2 separate regions of the Mus musculus genome follow, and region 2 is linked to region 1. The links are chromatin contacts, called in public promoter capture Hi-C maps. All regions are on one chromosome and are shown on one strand. The core of a region is the stretch at or near the end of the contact, and the rest is flanking DNA. Distances in the headings are between cores, read along the strand shown.

Evidence for each region. Promoter capture Hi-C pulls out the DNA fragments that hold promoters and counts their contacts.
Region 2: a contact with region 1 is called in a promoter capture Hi-C map of hippocampal neurons, with 4 times the contacts expected there. The contact joins the promoter of Ccdc185 here to the promoter of Lin9 in region 1. A contact is called at or near these places in 2 of 39 promoter capture datasets (hippocampal neurons and stem cell-derived epiblast-like cells).

What each region holds. Positions count from the first base shown.
Region 1 is chr1:180,639,224-180,644,012 of GRCm38.p6, forward strand. It overlaps Lin9 (lin-9 homolog (C. elegans)), which reads left to right and starts at 1,927. Exons shown (of 15, transcript NM_001103182.2): 1 at 1,927-2,174. The coding sequence starts at 2,096.
Region 2 is chr1:182,747,011-182,751,799 of GRCm38.p6, forward strand. It overlaps Ccdc185 (coiled-coil domain containing 185), which reads right to left and starts at 2,170. Exons shown (of 1, transcript NM_001033547.2): 1 at 116-2,170. The coding sequence starts at 2,112. The coding sequence ends at 247.

The DNA of each region.
Region 1 (4,789 bases), core at 677-3,176:
CTCTTCTACCCAGCAGCAGGTCTCAGTATGAAGGGACACTCATGCTCTTCCATCTCGGGAAGAGAACGCATCCTTCACCCCGGGAGACATAACAGCAAGATACCCATCATGGAAGGAGAAAGCGGCCCTCATCACAACCACCGGACATTGCCAGAATCCAGAACCATAATAAATGTCTGTCATTTAGTAATTACCAAGCAAGTCACAAGGTACCTTGTCTCAGAAGCATAAATGGATTAACACATGCTGTTACATTAGAGAGAAACCAAGGTAGTGAAAAATGTATGAAAACTGCCTCTGAGTAAAATCTGACTTGCTCTGATCTGACAACACCTGTCTACTAGGTTTCACCATTCTTGCCTCTCTCTTCTCTCTCAGCTTCCTCCATGTTGATTGCTGCTCTTTTATTCTCAGAGAGTTAAATTATGCCCGATCTCATTTTCAAATTGATGAAGACACCCAAGTCCCAAGCAGGACCAGTTTCCTGTTACGAGGCAGGCTGGTCTGAATGTGTTCAGAAGGCTCAGGGGGGGTTAGATTCTCTCAGAAGGCTAGGTTACTTTGTTACAACGTTTTACTTCCCGCCCACCTCCTCCCCCACTTACCCTGGGCCCAGAAGGGCCAGCACCCATGTGCTTCTCTTGCTCGCACTAGTCTTTCCCCTCACCTCTCGAAAGGTGGATTTTCCATCCTGCCCCTCCCTCCACCCCAGATTCAGCGGTACTCCCTACTGTCTATAAACTGGAGGCTGTAGCAGCAAACAGCTGGCTGCAAGGAGCCATTATAAGTTCTTTCCACTCATTAAGCAAGAGTGGAATTTTTGCCTGCATTTTACTGAGGAGAAGTTGAAGCACAAGTATTAAGCTTGCCTGGGACTGATACAAGTAGCAGCCCAAGTTGCACCCTTAACTTTCACAGCCTGCTGCCCTTTTCCTGAGCCTGAAGTCTTCCACTCTATTGCTCGCCCAAGAGTCTCATCTTGTCTTTCTCCAACCTGTGCCTCACATTCTTGAATGTGTTCTAGAAAAGAAATGAAAGCCTGCCCTTCGTACTACTTAAGACCTCGCTTTATTCTTTTTACCAAGCCCAACTTAGCCTGGGCTGGCCTGTCTAGATCTGCTCTCACCTCACTGAACCATCTTTAAACTTTTTAGTTTGTGGAAGTCACTCATCCACTCGTTTTTGTTTTGTTTTAAATTCTCCATTCGCCGACTACCCCCTCCTCATAAATCCCTGGAGAATAGACCCACCCCGGAGATCAACCACGCTTGTAAAAATAGTAGTTGAAAAGCCACCGTGGTTTAAATACTAGAAAGTGTTACAGATGGGAACCGTGAAATCTTTCCCGGCTTCTTTCAGCAAGGGAGGAATCCCCATCCAGTTTCATTACACTTGGCTAGTGTCACTTGTGTCTTCCCCAAGCATCCTTAGTCACTGTGAGGCTCCCAGCTCACTACCGGTCTCGGGTGGAGCGCATTAGAGAAAGAAAGCAGGACAGTTCACTAGCCCTCGGCCTACACCAACTTGGTGACCTCTCAAGGTCTCGTCCCGGCCGCTCGCAGCTCAGGTTCCGGCCCGGGCCGCCCGGACCCCGCGTCCGTGACCTGCAGGCGAAGCGGACGCCGCGGCCCGGGCACTCGGTGGGGGGGAAGGGCAGGGGCCGGGGCGCCGGAGAAACGCGATCTGGGGAGCCGAGTCCACGTTACTTTGGGCAGAGCCCCCTCCGTGCCAAGCGACCAGGAACCCAGGTCTCGTCCGCCGCGCCACCGGCCCGGGCCTGCGTCCCGCTCCCCTCGGGAACCGGCCTGCAGTTCCCGCAGCCGCAGCGCGGGCCGCGCGCCGGGAGCGAGCGCAGGCGAGGGGGGCGGCGCGGGCGGGCGCATCGGTGCTGGCGCCGCGCCCCCCGCGCTCGGCCCTACCGGGCCTCTCGGCGAGGCGTCCCCTGTCCTCCTCCGGGCCCGGCCCGGGGTGCGGGCGAGGCCCCGAGGCCCCCTCCCGCCGGGCTCGGGCGGAGCCGGACGGCCTGGCGGGAGCAGGCGCCGCGGGCCGCGAGCTCCTCATTCGAACCTCCCTCGCAGACAGTCTCCGCCCCACAATGCACCGGGGCGGGCAGCCTTTGAAAAAGCGGCGCGGCTCGTTCAAGATGGCGGAGCTCGACCAGTTGCCTGACGAGAGTAAGTAGCGTCTCAGAGCAGCCCTCCTTCCCGCCGGTTGCCCGTCCCGGGGTCGCACCGGCCGAGTCCGGTTGCCGGGCAGGTGGGATGGCCGCCAGCCCACCGCAGTCCCCGGCCTTCCTCCTCAGGCGCTGCCGCCGCGTCGCCGCCTTTGTTATGGTGTCTTGTGTGTCTGTTTCTGGGGTTGTGCGAGCGCCAGCGCCGGAAACCGAAAGCCCGGGAGTCCAGCCTGTCCTGACGGAGTCGGCGGCTGCTCTCCCGGAGCGACTGCTGTCGCCGGCCGGGGTGGGCGAAGAGCGGCCCCCCAGTTGCGGGCGCCGTCCTCCTCGCCCGCCCGGTTATGTAACTCGCCGGCCGGGGGCCGGGAGGGCTCGGGCTGGGCACCGGGGACACAGCCCCTCTTGGTGCCCCGGGCCTCCGATCTGATCCTCTGACGGCTCCTGCTTCTGCAGGCACTTGTGATCGCTCCCCCCGACCCCCCGCGTCCATCCTGGAAGTGTTTTCTTCCGTGTCACACAGGCTTGGCCCCTTCCCCTGGGACTACAGGTGGCCCTGGACCTTTCCGGAGATGATCCAGCCGGGATACAGTGCCGAGGTAGCCCCATTCCCAGTCTCCCTCCTGAGTGGATGTGTCTCTAGACTGTGGGGTGGGCATTACACACGGATGTGAGCACCGCAGCCCATATAAGTATGTTATTCTGCCTGACACCCACCCCTGTTCACTGCCTCACTTCTCCTTCTATACTCACAACCTCTGAGACGGATGTTCACCTGTCCGCAGACAGTAAAGCCAGCTACTCTGCGACCTAAGGACAAGGGAACAATTTTGTAATTTTCATATTGCACACATTATTAAAAGGCATTTTAGTTACAAAATGGTCTTGAAGCAACACGTACTCTGTGGTGTGTATTTGTAGCCCTTGGTCAACGAAAGGTTCGCAGGTGTGGTGGCGCACATCTTTAATCTCAGCACTCGGTAGGAAGAGGCAGGTGGATCTCCGAGTTCGAGGCCCACCCAGTCTACATACCAAGCTCCAGGACAGCCAAGGCTACACAGAGAAATCCTGTCTTGGAAAACAAACAAACAAACAAACCTCCAAACTGAGCAATCTGTATTTAGAACGATTGTATCATTTTTATGACAAATAAAGTAGTGGTTTTGTTTTTTAACCATTTGGTGTGCCCCAACAGGAAGTCAGGTCAGAGAAACCCGTTTCAAAAGCAAAGAAAAAACTCGAACTCTGTAAGATGTATCTGTGGGCAACGCAAATATGCCTTTAAAAGAGAGATAACTCTTAATTCTGTTTTCTTTGATATCGTGTATTTCTTATATTGTTAAGTCAGAAGTTCAGGTTGCCAGTATTCAGAATGTTTGTGTTTTAATTTTGATTTAGACCAGTGCTAAGTCTCAAAAGAACGTTCTCGATGGTGGATGGAGATGTCACTTTTCTAGTGTGCAGTGAGCAACCGGTAGTCACCTGTGACTAGATGGCTCAGGTGCTGCTCTTTTATTTCTATTTAATCTTGACTTATATTTAAATAGCTAGTGATTACTGTATTGATAAGGCATTATCTATAGAATATCCCTAAGTTTATCGTTCTTGTTTGGAGAATATGGTTGATTGATATTTACGATGCTTGAAAATATAGATAATTCAAGTAAGTAGAATGTTACCTGCCATCTGAAGAGATTTTTTTTCTTAAGCTGGGCACCGTGACGTGTGTTAACCTAACACATGTGAGCTAAGACAAAAGGCTAACTCTTAAGTTGGAGGCCAGCCTGGGCTGTACTGTAAAATGTTTCATCATCTGTAATGGGTACGCTCTGTGACTTCTCAGGGCTGTCTCACCTGCAGTCACACGGTTGTTGGTCAGCAGCCCACCAGAGCTGAGCCACTTAGGCTTTTCCTCATGCCTGTGGTGATGGTTAATTTTGATAGCTTGATTGCATTGAGAAATACCTAGGAGATCAGCAAAGCACACCTCTAGATGTGTCTGTGAGCATACCTTTAGGAGAAGGATTTTCTTACTTGTTCTTTGTACAAACTTAGGGTTTACATTGAGGTTCAGATATTAGCTACACTGTTACACTATGTATAACCTAATTGTTGATACTACCATGCAATGTCTCTGGGACTTGGGGAAGGGTGTGTGTGTGTCTTTTTTTAGCTAAACTACCGGTTTGTCAAAAGCAAGAATTGTAATTTTGATTTGTTAGCAATGACACAAATAGACTTAAAAATTTGACTAAAATGGAACTGAATTTGGAGTAATATTACTAATAAGATGGAGCATGATCTTGGAAAGAGAAAGTAATTTCAGTGTGATTTGAAAAAACACTAATTTTTTTGTATTTTTCCCCCCAGTTTAGTTAAGGGAGCTATGTAGTATATTAGCTAATAGCTCCTGTAACATCAATTATAAAAGTTATCATTTCCTGAGTATTTACTGTAACTAGGTGTATAAAAAAAGAAATACACATGCATGTACTCACGCACGCCTGCACTCACTCACGCACAGTCCCGTTTGCTTTCCGTACATTTGATCTTCATTTCGGTTGATGTAAGTACATGATTTTTACGTGAGCACAATCTTAGCTCTAAGCTCTTGTTCTT
Region 2 (4,789 bases), core at 920-3,419, 2.1 Mb after region 1:
ATGTGTGCTTCTAGATTCCTTGAGAGACACTGAAATCCCACAAAGTCAAACAGATTTTGTACTTGCCCCCAAGTCTCCCCCCCACACCATCCAAGAGAATCAATGAGCTAATTCATGGGAGGAAAATGCAGCTATTTTATATACATTTTTAAAAATCAATGCTCGATTAAAATCGGATTATAAAGCGGAATTGCATGATGGTGTCTCTGTCTGGCTGCCAGGCTGTGCCTTCTTCCTCCTGGGTTCTCAGTAGACTCCACTCTGCAGGTGCACGGACAGCTGGGGCTCTGCTGCCACCTGGTCAAAGCAGCGGTTTATCTTGGAGGACGCGGGACCCTTCTGATACTCCTGGAAGATGGGATCTTTCCCTGAGGTCATCTGCGCTAACCTTTGTTCCTTCTTCTTGATGGCTTCCTTGATGCCCTTGATGTGACACTTCTCCTCCTTCTCCGCTGTCAGCTTCAAGATATGATGGTTCCTCTCGCGCAGGATGTTCAGCTCCTGCAGGTGCTGCGCCCTGTCCCTGGTGGTCTTGTGCGCATGACTCCTGGCCTGCCTGCTCTTCTGTTCAGCCAGCTCTGCCAGCACCCGCTTGCTCACTTGGAGCAGCTCCTCTGCCTCCTCGGCATGCCATCTCCTTCTCTGGAACTGCTCTGCCTCAGTCTGGGCCTTTGCCTGCTGCTCTCTGTGCCTCTGCTCCTTCACCAGACCCTTTTGGATGTCCTGGTAGCTCTGGGAGCTCTGGGAACTCTGCTCCAGCGACAGCTTCCTGAGGAGTTCCTCCGCCTTGGCCTGGCAGTCCATGAGAACCTTGCGGGCCTGGAAGTTGACAACCGTGCTCAGGTTGCTCTCCTGGAGCTTCTTCGGGCTCTCCATCATCACATGCTCCCTCTTGTGACCCGCTATCTCCAGCCTCTTCTGCAGCTGCAGCCTGTTCAGGTCCCGAACACTCTGCAGCACCCTCTCCTGCTCCCGCAGACTCTGCACTTGGCACTGTTTGAGATGCTCGGCCTGCGCTTGCACCTTGTCCATCTTGGCCAGGCCTCGGATCTCCGGGTTGTCAGCTTGAACCATCCACTCACTCTCGTTCTCTGACCGAACAGCGCTCCTTGCCTGGCGGTCGCGCCGCGGTCCCTGCTGCTTGTAACCCTGGTGAGGCTGCTCATGGCCATGGCCCCTCTGAGGCTTGTGCTGTTCCCTCTGTCCTTGCCATTGCTCCTGGCTCTGCAGCAGCAGCAGCTTGCGCTCTCTCTCGAGGGTCAAGTGAACTTTCTGGTCTGAGCGCTTCAGCTCTTCCCAGGCGACTGCAGCCTGTTGCTGCAGCTCTCGCATCCTCTGGGCCTTCTTGAGCCTGCTCAGCACCAGGGCCAAGATCTTCTGGTCCCTCAAAGATATAACCGTCTCGTCCAGCTTGCTCTTGAGGACCTGAGCGTGCTGGCTACTCTTCTCTTTGCAGGAGGCAGAGGGACAGTCATACTTGTTTAAGGACTCAGTCAGGTCGCGGTTACTCCTATTCTGGGTGGATTGCTTACATAACTCTAGGGAGTGAACAGAGGACTTGTCGGTGAGAACCGAGGAAGGAGACCAGAGACCTACACGTCTGCCCACCGGCACTGCCCACCGGTCTCCAGGGTGTGTGTTTTCTACAAGCAACGTTCCAGCATTCGGGGGACTGAAAGCTTCCCGGATGTACTGCAGGGATGAATCTCCCCGGGCTGCAGGGTAGCGCGGGCTGGGTTGATCCCGTGGCGGCTGCTGCTGCTGCCAGGTTCTGCTGGACTTGGTTGGTGCCTCCCCGCAGGCTCCTTCCAGGCAGAGGCTGCCGGACCTGTGCTTCCTGGCTCGGTCCGAGGGTCTTCGGGCCACGTATGTCAGGCTGTGGCTTTCTCGTGGCAAGGTCATATACCCACGCCGGCGGGACCGCCCAGTGGGCGAACACTTTGGGTGCACCCAGGGCACCTCGGTCTCGATCTCGGCGCCAGGAGTCTGGGCCCAGGGACTCAGAGACAACTCAGACCAGCCCAGCTGGGCTGCGAACTCCTGCTCTCCAGCTAGCAAGGGTTCCCCGAGCTCCCCATAGGACCGTGGGGAGAAGAGATGGAAACCGGCCATGCTCCCTTCCCGGCTGGCCCAGAGTCTACAGAAGGTCGACGGACCTTCAGGGGGCCACTGCAGACACCCAGCCCACGCTCAGATCCTGTGATCCATGTGGCCTGTGACGCTCCTGCCACTTCACAATGCATCCTGGTGCCATCTGGTCTTTAAAGGCCTCAGTGCACCTGGCCTTTGATGAGCTGGCTGGAAGTCTAGGAAACAAGGGTGGTGTATAGAATCGTGACAGCATCAGTGTTTCCATTAGTGGATTGTGGAAGCTCCAGGCCAAGGGCTCCAACTTAAAGAGTTTAGTGGGAGAGAGGGGCAAAGTGTAGTGTTGAGGAAGGGGGATTTTGCTTGTCCTTTGGAGTCACGTCTCTATTTTTATGTTTGTTCTATGTGTGTCTGTGAGGATGGACATGTAGAAGCCATGACTGGTGTGTGGGCAGCTCAGGACAGCTTGTAGGCGTTGGTTCTTTCTTTACACCATCTGAGTCCCAGGGATCGAATGTAGGCTTTGAGACAAGTGCCCTTACCTGGCTAAGCAGCTCACCAACCTCACTAAGCCTTCTGTGCATGTAAGGTGTGGAAAGGAAACGGTCCCTGAAGCACACTGGTCTGAGCCTTAGCAAGCCCAAGGGATGCTTTCACAGTTACCTTTGTGAACTTTAGAACAGCAACAAGCAATTCTGGTTTTCCTCTAATGTGTAAATTACAGCTTTTTTTTTTTTTTTTAGAAATCAAAATATGAATTTTGTCTGCACTGTTTTCAAATAGCCCCTCGAAGATTTCATTTATTGGCCATTTGTCTCCCCCCCCCCAACTTTTGTGAGATCCCCCCCCCCACCTTGCCAAAGGGCAAGTGACTGGATCTTCTGCTTTCAGCCCTGTGATGTTGAGCGCATTCCTCCCATGAGCCCAAGTTCTGGAAAGCTGGGCTACTTTGAAGGCGAGGTGAAATGAAGTGTGTGGAACACCTGCCACCAGAATGCAGTCAATAAATGGTGTCCTACTAAGTTCCAGTTAAAGCTTTTAACACTTAACTGTATTTAAAAGTTCTTCTGCAGACTTCTAGCTGAAAAGATGTACTAGATTCATGTAATTTTAACCCAGTTTGGGTAAAATGTCAGAAAAGTGACTCTCAGGTTCTGTCGGGTCAAGCTAAGACTGGGTTTACCCTCCTCTAGGGTTGCTATGGTCTGAATATATGCCTCCAAACTGCACGTTTTGGCATTAAACCACCATGATGGTGGACCTCAGGGTCAGGCCATGATGGTGGAACTAAGGGTCTGGGACCATCCACAGATGATTGATCCGTGAGGGCAGAGCCCCTGTAAAAGACGTTGGTAAACTTGTTCCACAACATCATTCCAGTTTGTAAGAACAGCTTCAATATGCTGTGAGGCAGAAGGCGGGAGCAGGCAGACCAGGACAGCGCTAAGTATGATTTGGTTGGGACTCGCTGGCAAATGTGTGGTCCGAGGGAGCAATGTGAACAGCAGATTTCCCTTGATTTGGGTTAGAAGTAGGAGACTTGATAGTGGTCAGGACTAAAGTGACTTCAATCAAGTCAGAGTGTACCTGGTCTATCTCACAGCAATATCAAGGATGCCTGGTACCCATGGTACAACTTGTAAAAGTCTTCCTATTGGCTTATTCATGAAGATACGCTCCACCTGTGGATCTGAGGCCACCTCCTCACTAACTATAAATGCAGCCCTATATAAAATGGCTAACTTAAAACTTTATTGTGTGTTTGTTTGTGTGTGTGTGTGTGTGTGTGTACTCCATTAACCAGTTATCAAGTATCCGCTTTGTAGATGACAATGTTGTGCCACAAGGTCAAAAGCTTTTACATGCTTGAAAGCCTTAAAGACCATGTGAGGCAGCCAGTCGAGGCTACCCAGGAGCAATCACAGCGGCCGTAACTCAGAATGCCCGTGGTCACTTCACACTACATAGCCCTTATAAAAGGTGGGCCTCAGCGGGTGAAGGTACTCGCTGTCAGGTCTTATATGATGGGTTTGATCTCTGGGACCCACATGGTAGAAAGAACCAGCCAACTCCCACAACATCTGCTCTGGCCTCTACATGCAGACTGTGGCACACTCAAGTATGTGTGTGCACACACAAATATGTGCAATAACAAATATAAAGCTGAGTACTAAAATCATGGCAGGCCACTGTGTCTATGCGTGTGTTTGTGCACTTGAGTGTGCCCCAGTGTGCAGGTGAAGGTCAGAGCACACACAACCACTGTGAAGCAAAGGCCGGCCAGCAGAGTTGCTTTTTCCTTGGGCTTGTTTTTATGTGGGTCATCGGGAGGAAGGCTTGGCCACACCCTCTCTGAGGGAAGGTCTCTTCTTCACAGTTAATCCTTCCTGACTAGCAAATGCAACACCGAACCAGAAACAATGTCTGAGACGCACTGGTGAAACACAATGAGAAAGCTTTCTGAGGGGCCGGAAGAGAGGGCTCTGGGCCTTAGAGCACACCACACCTGCATCTCCACATCCCGGTATGACTCCTCGGTATGACTCCTCGGAAGGCCCCAGCTTGCAAGTCAAGTCAGGGCTCCCAGGAACACATGAGAGAGGTGTTTTGTGAGCACTAAGCTGCCAAGCAGCCCCTGGATGTTGAGAACAATCAGGCTCCTTTCTATTGGCAGTGAAATCCTCAGCGGACTACATTGTGT